Linked DNA regions of Zea mays: region 2 is linked to region 1. A link is a contact called in public Hi-C data. All regions are on one chromosome and are shown on one strand. Each heading gives the region's core, a stretch centred on a gene start, on an enhancer-like site or on the middle of the called end of the contact. The rest is flanking DNA. Distances are from core to core; before and after follow the strand shown.

Region 1 (5,782 bases), core at 1,276-3,775:
GTCTGAAAGTTCGGAAAACTGTGGCTCTGCAGCTAATAGTTCAAAGGTCCAATCAAGCCTTACAAGAAACATTCTTGGCGCTTCTCGTCAGTGTCTACTTCTTCTTGTGCGTAATGTGAAAACTGAGTGAAGCGATCACGGTACTCACTAACGGACATGTTTCCTTGAGTAAGAGATAAAAATTCTTTCTTCTTAAGCTTTATTATTATTGAGGGAATATGATGAGCACGGAAGTTCTCCTGAAAGTCCTGCCATGTTATATCGTCAGCGTTTGCATGGGCCGCAGTGAAGGCATCCCACCAGTCGGACATGGCTCCTTCCAGTCTTCCAGAAGCATATAAGACCTTTTCTCGGTCATTGCACTGTGTAATGTCTAGCTTCTTGCCTATCACCTTGAGCCAGTCATTGACATCCAAGGGATCAACCGAGTGAGAGAAAACAGGGGGATGAGGGCTCATGAAATCCCTATGCTTATCCCTGGCTTGGGGTGCATTCTGTTGTTACTGGTTCCGCTGGTTTTGTTGAATTTGTTGCACTGAAGCAGCAAGACCTTGCAGAAGCTGCATTTGTGCTGCGATAAATTGCTCCATTGTTGGATTTGGTGGCGGTGGTGGCAACTGCTGACCAGTTCACTAATTTTGGGTATTCCTGGGACTTGAGCGAGCGTTCACCATCTAGTTGGTTAGAAAGTGCAACCTTTAGATAAGTGCAGAGAAAAATTCTAGGAGGAATAGCTTATAACTAAAGTTAAGATTATTTGTTAATTTTAAAAGTTCTTATGACCACCATTCAATAAGACCATTGCACTCAAGCAAAAATCCAAACCAACCATTATGCAAACATCACCAACACATGGTTGTTATTGTAAGCATAGTATCATGATAAGGTTCATCGTCTAATGCAAAATTGATCTTATTACAATATGACTTATAAATCTAAAGCAGCTTGGTCATAGATCCTGGTTCTCCATAGCGGATTCTCTTATGGGGCGAGGACACGGCTATGGTCGGGACTTGAGCTTCAGGGGGTTCCTTCCTTCAAGTTGAGCTTCTAGGGCTGTAATCCTTGCATGTGCATCTTCTAGCTCCTCATGTACCCTAGAGAGGTCTAGGGTAGCACTGTCTAGGTCGGTGTTAAGACCTGCCACCACACCAACAAGGGTGCTGAGGCGATCTTCTCTAGCTCCACCTGGAACAACGCTGGTCTGGCTTTCTCCACGAAGATGTAGAGGAAGATGCATGTACCTCGTGTCATGCAGCTGCTATCGGTAAGTGTAGAGATGGCAACGGGTCCAAACCCGCTGGGTTTTGCTATCCCAAACATGTACCCGTGAAAAATATCTATGCCCATTAAAAAACACGTACCCATGATGGGTTTGAAATTTTGCCCAAACCCGTACCCATCGGGTTAGCGGGTACCCACAGGTTACCCACAGGTTTTATCTCCAATATGCTTGTTCTTCTCATAAAATCAATAAGTATCGTAATGATTAATGAGATCATGGTCCAAAGTTTGTGATAAACACCAAGCTCATGGTTTGCTATAAAATTATTATTAGAGAGAATGAAATACAAATAATAAGTTATATAATCAAGTGACCTTGCACTAAGTTATCCATCCACCACATATATAACGCTAGTAAAAACTATAATAGCAACCAAACATGAATCTCTACGTTTCGTATTCCGCACTTTGATAATGTTAATGACTATGTTATGTTAATGACTATGGGGATGTCTTGGACAACTTGATGTAATAAAGTCCTTTTCCACTATTATTTTGAGCAATGTGTGATAATGTCCAATTATGTAATCGATGTATACGTGAGTTTATGATCCTGACACATACATGATTCGTATTCGATTTGCCTTCTAAAATCGGGTAACACGATCCCAAAGTCTTCACTTGAGGGGGACGAACGATGCCCTCGATCATTGGGTGAATCGCGTCGGGGGTGCTGATATGACCGTTAGAAAAGACAGAGCATGTGTCGTTCACATGCTTTTCTCTTTTTGCTATAAATATTGGGTCCGCGTGGATGCTGACATTCTTAGGCCCTGTTCGTTTGTATCGGATTGCACCCGGAATTGTTCCGTCTAAACAAAGTTTATATAAATTAGAGAAGCAATCCGGTTAGAAATCGTTTCGACCCACCAATCCGGTGGAAACGAACAAGCCCTTACTGTTGCGTTGATTTTACAACGTCTGATTTCTCCCCGCCTACAACTGCCACGCGTTTCCTTTCCTCCGCCTCTACATCGTCGTCGGCGACTGTGCTGCCAGTCTCATCATTCTGACTCGTTTGAATACTGCTGGTCACTGCCATCCCCGGTACGCCGCCATGCCTCCTATTCCGAGTGGCGGTAGCTTGGTGGTGGTGGTCGAGCAGTGGGATCACCGCGACAACAAATGTTCACTGTCCGCAAGGAACTCTTCGTCTCGTCGCACCGTTAGGGTTGGCCGCTCTGGTGGGCTAGGCCGAGAAAATTATGATTTGGGCCAACCGAAGACCTCAGCTCGAAGTCGTTGGGTTATTTCCCAGTGGGATTCGGCAGGGCTGCAGATGTGGAAACCACGCTGCAACGGTGGGTGAGCTTGTGGTATTCGACAACCGTTTTGGTGTAGGACTTCAACTGCCATGCCTTGAGTTTTTGCTAAAAGTTTTGGATAAGTTTAGGGTCTAGCTCCATCAACTAACTTTGAATGCCATAGTTTCCCTGAGCAAGTTTGTGTGGGCGATGACCACTTTTGGGGGGACACCATTAGTCAAGGTCTTTGTGAAGCTTTTTTTACACTGGCACACCCTGTGCGTGAAGAATAAATGGGGTGGATGGACAGAAAATTGGTTCTATCTTTATTGCCTGAATGGCAAAGGTTGGCCTTAGCGAGTGTGATGTCTTCATTCAGTTTTGAAGCTTTTCCGCGCTACAAGGCCGCGGAGAAGGATCGCAACGACTGAGTCTTCAGCATCGCCTCTAGAACTAGTAGCGACCAAGACTTGGTTGAGGAGTAACTGGCCTGCAGAGTCTGGCCGCTGGGTCACGGATCATGTGTTGGGCCAGTGGTGCGAAGGGACTTCGCAAGGTTTCTAAAGCAGATTTTAATCTCGCTTTTGCTATCGATTTAGGTCATCACTCGGGAGACATTTTTATGGCGGAGATTGAGAAAGAAGCAGAGGACTTAGTTGGACCAGTGACAGAGCATGAAGTTCACAAAAGCATTGAGCTACGTGGAGGCGAGGTCTACCTTCACCGTGTTTTCAGTCAGATGGGGCTGCTTTAGGATGTGCATAAAGCGCGTCCAAAGAGGTCAATGGCAAAGATGATCGGTTTGTCTCCAAAGGGGGCTACACGTTCCCAGACATCTATAGAGACCCCTATTAGTTGAAAGCGGACGGCACAGAGTGGTGGATTACAGTGGTCTACGGGCCCCAATCCGATGCAGACAAGCTCCTGTTTCTTCAGGAATTGAGGGCCCTTGTCTCCCAGGGGCACGAGAGGTGGCTAGTCCTTGGGGATTTTAATCTCATTTACCAGGCTTCAGACAAGAACAATCTAAACCTAAATAGGCGCCTCATGGGTTCATTCAAATCCAACATAGATGACATCCACCTTAAGGAACTTCGTCTGAATGGCCGCCAATTCACCTGGAGCAATGGGCAGGCTGAACCAACCATGACAAGAATTGATAGGTTCTTCTGCACGCCCGATTGGGAGCTCCTCTTCCCAACCTGCTACATCCACTCCCTACCCTCCCTCATGTCGGACCACACCCCTCTGCTCTTACAGGGGGAGATAATGCGCAAAACAAACACCTCCTTCCGCTTCGAGAACTTCTGGACACGCATTGACGGATTCAAAGAAGCGGTATACTCGGCCTGGAATAAGCCGTTACCCTCTGTCCAGCAACCACTCTTGCGCCTGCACATCAAACTGGCGCGAACAGCCAAGGCCATCAAAGCTTGGAGGAGAGTGAAAGTAGGAGACACGAAACTTCAACTGGCCATAGTCAAGGAAGTGATTCTTCGCTTAGAAACTGCTCAGGAAGTGCGCACTCTATCTCTCGTCGAACTGAACCTCCTCAGAAGATTGAAAGCTAAATCCTTGGGACTAGCACTCGTTGAGAAATCACGAATCAGACAAAGGTCCCGCTTGACTGCCGTCCGCCTTGGGGACGCCAACTCAAGATTTTTCCATCTCCGGGCATGCTCTAGGGCAAGGAAGAACTTCATCCAAGCCTTGCAAACTGAGACTGGCTTGGTCGTCACACAGGAAGGAAAGGAGAAGGTCATCACTGACCACTTCAAGCAGCATTTGGGCACAACGGCCCCTAGAGCAAGGACATTCGACTGGAATTCGCTAGGCTACCAACACATTGATCTTTCCTCCCTGGAAGCTCCTTTCTCCCAGGAAGAAATCAAAGAGACTATCCTCTCAATGCCTCGCGACAAGGCGCCAGGCCCGGACGGGTTCACAGGTACCTTCTACAGGACGTGCTGGGACATCATTAAGGACGATTTAACAGCAGCGTTTAATCAGCTCCACAACTTAAATGGGCAAGGCTTCAAACTACTGAATGCAGGCAATATTGTTCTCATCCCCAAAAAAAAGGATGCTTTGCGGGTGAGCGACTTCCGCCCCATCAGCCTCATACACAGTGTTGCCAAAATTTTCTCAAAATTATTGGCCAACAGGCTTGCGCCCCACCTAGACGGTCTTGTCTCAAAGTGTCAAAGTGCCTTCATTCGGAAGAGATGCATCCAGGATAACTTCTTGTACGTGCAAAATATTGTCAGGCAATTCCAAAAGACCAAAACACCGGCGCTATTCCTAAAGCTGGACATCCAGAAAGCGTTCGACACGATAAATTGGAGCTACCTTTTAGAATATCTACAAGCTCGTGGATTTGGACACCGTTGGCGTGAATGGATTACCATCCTTTTTAGCACGGCGAGTTCCAGGGCCCTGATAAATGGTGTTCAAGGAGAAAGCTTCGACCACATGCGTGGGGTGAGACAAGGGGACCCCCTCTCTCCCATGTTGTTCATCCTTGCCTTTGACCCACTGCAAAGGATTTTACACCTTGCTTCAGAGCATGGCGTCCTGACACCTCTCCCTCTTGCTGCAGCTAAGCTCAGAACCTCCCTCTATGCTGACGACGCGGCTATCTTCATCAATCCAACCCGTAATGACCTGCAAGCGGTCAAATAGATCCTCAATGCGTTCGGAGCTGCCACGGGTCTAACAACAAATTTTGAGAAAAGCTCCATCCACCCCATCCGTTGTGAAAATGTGGATTTGTCCAACATCCTCCAGCCGTTCCCGGGGTGATGCAAAACCTTCCCTTGCCAATACCTCGGCCTTCAACTCCACACCCGCCCACTCCAAAAAATTCATGTCCAACCACTAGTGGAGAAGATCGGACAGCGACTTGCCGGATGGAAAGGTCCACTGCTTAACCGCGCAGGACGCCTCACCCTAGTATCTTCAGTGCTCTCCTCCATGCCGATCTACCACCTCACCATATTCCCCCTTGCGAGATGGGCTACGAAGCAAATTGATAAGATTCGACGCTCTTTCCTATGGAAAGGCGAGGATAACGTGCACGGGGGGCACTGCCTTGTTAACTGCAAAACGGTGGCTAGGCCAAAGGACCTAGGGGGTCTAGGGGTGCTCGATCTTGAGAAATTCAGTCGTGCCCTCCGGCTCCGTTGGCTTTGGCAAGAATGGACTGACAGCTCAAAACCTTGGGAGGGGCTCCAGGTCCCTTGCAACAAGCTTGA
Region 2 (5,782 bases), core at 1,093-3,592, 410 kb after region 1:
GCAAGTTCATTTCTTTTATTGCTTTCCACTGATTACAGATGATTACAAGTGCACCTTCAGAATGCTCCAAGGCAATCAAAGGTGTTTTCGCTTCAAAGCTTTGGATACGGAGCAATTCGAACTTACATTAGTGTGTGAATTGTCCAAAAGATATCCCTGTGCATGGGCACTGTACTCCTACTTATAGGGACAACATCACGTACAACTGCGTATGAAATTACATTTATGGCCTTGAGCCCTATACATGTAAACTACAAAGCTTGATAAGGGTATCACCTTCTTTTTTCCATCGGGGTTTGTGTTGCGTACGCTTCCAGAGTCTTCCTTTGTCTGCCTAGTTAAATACTTCGTGCCTTGTTCAAATTACGACGCTGAAGCTCTTAGCTGCATCTTATATTTATGGATGTCACCGAGACAAAGATTATCTTATCATTCTAAAATACACTCAGAGATAATTATTATTGTATTGCTTTGAGAACCTTCAGCAATTGACCCTCATGCTATCTGCAGCAACTTACTCATTTGTATTCTTATATTCAAACTATACTCTGTGAACAATATAGTGTACAATGCAAAATAATGTTTGTGTGACCATATGATTAAACTGTTGGACACACGCTCTCACCATGCCCGATGTCTTAGTCTCTTGTGCAAGTTCCCGTTATTTATCTAAAATGAGTTTTTATGATTTACTAAATATTTATATAAGTTATTTTCATAAAAGTAAAAAGATTAACAGACTGGTGGGTGGTCTGTAGGGTTGAAAACGGACGGAAAAAATCCCGTCCCGATCCGTACCGTTTTCTACATTTGACCCGACCGTTCCCGTATTTACGGAAAAATATGGAAACGGTAGAGGACTTATTCCGTCCGTTTTTGCGAGATCCCGTTTTTTTCCGGATTGAACCTATATTTATTCCGTATTTGATGAATATGGGACGAGCCTAATATGCATTAGTATATAAATTAAATCCTCGTGTATTTAGGTGACAAATTATAGCACAATTGGCCATTGTAACTACCGGCTCTTTTCAAATGACAAGTGATCTAAAGTCTTAAACAACATCAGATGTAGCTAAATGTACACATTTAGCAACCAAACAACAAAAGAATGTTGCCTCTCTATATCTATTTGTTTTATGTTATTGTTCTGCCAATCAATCACTAGTCAAACATCAATAATATTTCTATTTGTATTAAATTATGAGTTTCCGTTAATATTTTCGTTTCTGTTTGTTTTCGCAATTCCGTTTATCCTGCTTCCGTTTTCGTTCTCGACTATTCCGGACCCGATCCCGTTTCCGATGATAAAATACGGATACGGAAACGGGAGAATGGGTTTTCCGTCCGTTTTCATCCCGAGTGGTCTGTCATGGTCGTCAGCATCGCACCGCGGCGCCGGACCTTTTTAACACACGTGTAGTAGTTGTATAAAGAATTCTTGGCTATGAGGAGAACGCGTTGGTGGGACAAGGCAACGGCCTATTCGGATTTTGCTACTGCTTTCCTCGCTAATGCGTCGTGGTGGATAACAGGGACAAGTAGGTAATTAATGTATTCTTACTGCAATTACGAGTAGTAGTATAATTACAGCGTACCTGTGCGGGTAATCACAGTGGCACCGAAACCACCAAATCTGGACGCACACATGTGGTCAAACACAACTCGTGGTGGTCAACCATCCGTCGGCCATGTGTGAACCTACGAAATCGCGCGAACAGTCGGGTCTCAGTTTAATATAATATTAAACTCGCATCCAATTTGCTCCCGAATTCTCTTCCATTCCATTTATCCATATACATATTCAATACGTAATTCTTTTATGTCTCAATACTCGAAGTAATGAACTAACACAAATAAAATACTGTTGTACGTACCTCTAAATTGTGTTTGATTAGATGTACAAGTAAAGGTAAAAGAGAACAGCCAGTTTTTATAGTGTTTAGATAGGAGTCACGTAAAGACAAAATAAACACCGTATACATCAAACCAGAACACATAAGTGAATCGTCGACCAGACTCGTTCCACCGTCTGGTCTAGATGAAGCGAACTTGTAGATGGAAACCATCCTGCTCTGCTCCTGCTCCTGCTCCTGCACTGCTGTAGTAGTGTAGTACAAATTTGCCGTACGGACAAAGGAAACGAACAAACAAGCACGCCCGAATCGGGTTTCCCTGGACGAATGCATTGCACCTCGTTTGTGCGAGGTCACTTACTGTAGGCAAGACGGCGGAGGCGGAGCTGACTTTCGGTCGACAAAGTGCCGTGGAAATTCCCAGAGCCGGACACGTGTCCACGCGCCGCATATATATATACATATGTATGCGCACATGGTGGCGACGAGACGAGGGACGCACAGGCCATACATACTACATTCATGTGCTGCGCGCCCAAGGTGGCGAACGCGGAGGGACGAGGGCCCTGTCGTTGCTGCGCCGGCGGTGAGGAGGACGACGAGGACGGCCAGCAGCCGGCAGCGGCGTGGCGAATGCTATCGGGGTACGAGCGGAGCCGGGAGGCGTCCATGATGGTCGACGCGCTGGCCACGGTCGTCGCTGGCGGGGCAACGCCGCCGGCAACGGCCGGTGCCCGTCAGCAGCAGGTATCGCCTGAGGGCCAGTGGTGGAGCGACTACTACGCCGGAGATGTAACGCCGCCGCCCTCTCTTCCTGCACCGGCCGCTCACGGTAACCGACAGTCGATGCAATGCACGCTCCCTCGTTTAGCTACCTGGATCCCGTAACCCTCTGTCCTTGTGCATCTTTGTTCCTATTGTCTCGCTCCGAACAGAGCAGAGCCGCAGCTCATCCTTAGCGACCGTTCCCGTTCGTGCACCACGCGTACTTTGCTCAGCCCTTGCCGTCGCTCTGTCCCATCTTCTTTCCTTCTCTTTATTTACGTAGTCGGTAGTCCGTATGCTTGCTTGAGTTGCTTCTTCTTGTCATGGCATCAGCAGTGGAGTGAGTATACTGCATGCTGAAAAGGTGGAGTACTGCACACTTACCACCCGTCACGGACGCTCACATCCATGACAACTCTGTTTGGACTTCGGCAAGGCTCTCGATCTCTTCGGTGTCGTGACCACGGTAATACAAAAGAGCCAGAATCGTCCTTGAAAACAAACAGCCCTACTGATCTGACTCCAGAGAAACCATTCGAGACAAACCAAACATGGCTTCCAATGACTTCTAGAAATGCATCTACTGTGTACGGTGCTGCGTGACCCTTTATTTGTTTTCCTTCTTCCTTTACCTAGCCTCTGTTCCTCGTGAACTTGTTCAGCCTCTCTTCACACGTTTGCCACGAGTACAAGATACATGGACGAATGTGCTTTCCCACCACTACCAACCCAAAGCATGTCACTGTTGATTGCACTCGCACACTTCTAATGAGTTATTAATACCAAAGCTCTGGCTTCTCGTACATGACAACTTAGAATAATAGCACCACTGTGTCACTGCTGCATTGGGAAAGAAAAGAGAGGACACGCTCTAAAAGCGTTCTTAATGGATGAAATAGCTAGATTCACTCTCTTGTCTACGTGAATAGAAAATATGGAAAAAAAAATAGCTAGCGAGTAAATAGATAGAATATTTCACGTATTTTAAACTATCATTTGTCAACATACAATACAAGTGGATCAGATATATAAAACGGTATTAAAGTGGAGTTTCGGAGTTCGGCTCCCACAGGCAGCGAAAATCGCATGCGAGTTTCATCGCATATAGGGAAATCCTGCGCGCCACGTTTAGTATGAGGCTTAGTTTGAAACTGTTCCATTGCTTTAGTATTAATAAACAGAGACGGATCCAGACACTCCAAATTCCGTTGCTTTAGTATGAGGCTTAGTTTGAAACTGTTCCATTGAGCACCACGTTTAATTCAAACAACAAACTCCACCGCGCGCTCTTAACAGTTCATTCAGACCCATCATCCACACTTCAATTGAACAGAAATGCAAAATATTCATGATCTTGTCCCATAAAAAAACGGAGTTACAAGAGTGATTGTTTTGTTTCTACTCCGTATAATTTAAATTAGCTTCGTTTGTGTGTTGTCAAGCGTGATCTTTGAGCAATGTCAGTAGTGAATACTAGTAACTAATCGCGATATTCTTGCTCCTCTGTTCTCCGTCAGCAGAGCACGGAGCGGCACGGATTCCCGCGACGGCGGCGTCACCCAGCTCTAGCTCGCAGCCCCCCTCGCCGTCCTCCACCGGCTCCGGCACGCCGCGGAGGCGGTACCGCGGTGTGCGGCAGCGGCCGTGGGGTAAGTGGGCGGCGGAGATCCGGGATCCTCACAAGGCGGCGCGCGTGTGGCTAGGCACCTTCGACACCGCGGAGGCCGCCGCCCGGGCGTACGACGTGGCGGCGCTCAGGTTCCGCGGCAGCCGCGCTAAGCTCAACTTCCCGGAGTCCGCCACGCTCGCGGCGCCACCGTCGGCGGCCGCGGTTCCTCCTCCTCCGTCGCCGCCGCCGCAGAGGCCCGAGGCGCTGCTCGAGTCGCAGGCGCTGGCGCTGGCGGGTGGCCAGGAGTACTCAGAGTACGCCAGGTTCCTGCAGTGCCCCGCCGATCCACCGCGACTCTACGACCAGGCGCCTGCGGCGACCGTGCCCTCCGCGGCGTCCGGATCGGCGTCTTCGTCGTTCCCGGTGCTCTTCAGATTCGGCGGAGGAGGTGAGAGCAGCGGCGTGGCGAGCAGTCAGTGGTGGACGCAGGGCAGCCGCTCCGTGAGCCAAGAAGGAGCCGGCTCCCCGCCGGCGAGCTGGGCGGACTCTGCTTGGTGGCCGGCGCCTCCGCGGGACCCGCCACGGTGACGTCCCTGACTCCCTGTCAGGCTTGTCTCTGCAAGCCAATCCTGCAGTCTGCACCGAGCGAGTCCGGATTGCCAGTTCGTTGGCACGTGTACCGATTCTTTTTTTTTTTGTTTCCTGCAAAAAACAAAAAAAAAGCTTTCTTTGAGAGGATGTATCGAAATTCGTATTGTTGGATTCTTTCTTCTTTGAGATGCTTGGCTTCTTATTAATTGCTTTGTTGGTGCGATTTTGAATAGTTGACAAAAGCTTACAATTGCTAGAACAAGAGGATTTAGGAATCCTGAACTCTTGAGTTTCTGAAGCACAGAAAGAACGGACATGCTGCCGAAAACCAGTGCCACACCCACACGAACTGCTGGATCAGAATTCAGAAGCTAGCTCTCGTCGGCGTCGGCATCGGCATCGGCGTCGGCGTCGTTCGAACAGGGAAATTAATATCGGTGCACAGTCAACGCGCTGCGGTTATGACAGGAACACCGCCGGACAGTACATGTCATTATTTGACCACGGTGCTATAGTAAGCGCCCCACGCATATACTCCGTATGATCAACTGCATTGGTGGTCGCGCCGTGGCGGGCGCCCGGCGCCGGCTCAACTCGCTCTCGCAGCGTATGTACGAGGAAGCTGCGGTGTGAACCTTAGGGCCTGATTGGTTGCCCGCATATAGGCCAACCAGGCTCACAGTATGCGGTCGTAGTGTGTTTGGTTGTAGGTTGCATCCACGTAACCAGGCGCGTGCTACTTTGTCGCTTGTTTGGTTTACCGCATATGCATCAGCGCCTGTGTCTCGCGATGCAAAAAAGAAGCTCGGGCCAGGCTCTGGAGATGCGACCAAAATCTGCGCATCTGTGGAGCCAGGCTCACGCGATGCACAGCCAGGCTGCCGCGGACCTGACTCGCTCGGCCATACTGCCTAGATACGGCAACCAATCAGGCCCTTAGCCGCCGGAACAACCTGTCCCT

Evidence for each region. Hi-C and Micro-C count contacts between places; a contact is called where the count stands out from the background.
Region 2: a Hi-C map of tassel shows a contact between it and region 1, with 2.6 times the contacts expected there. The contact joins the promoter of LOC100280929 here to the enhancer-like site in region 1. A contact is called at or near these places in 2 of 25 Hi-C or Micro-C datasets (ear and tassel).

What each region holds. Positions count from the first base shown.
Region 1 is chr4:221,704,391-221,710,172 of Zm-B73-REFERENCE-NAM-5.0, forward strand. No RefSeq gene overlaps it. Among protein-coding and RNA genes, the nearest start is that of LOC100384101, 64 kb to the left of the region's middle. Within about 2 kb of position 2,526, at least 13 of the 20 cell types and tissues checked have an H3K27ac peak or open chromatin away from gene starts, as enhancers often do. A contact at or near this core is called in ear and tassel, where this site is marked.
Region 2 is chr4:222,110,426-222,116,207 of Zm-B73-REFERENCE-NAM-5.0, forward strand. LOC100280929 reads left to right here and starts at 2,343. Exons shown (of 2, transcript NM_001367151.1): 1 at 2,343-2,688; 2 at 4,142-4,974. The coding sequence starts at 2,379. The coding sequence ends at 4,818.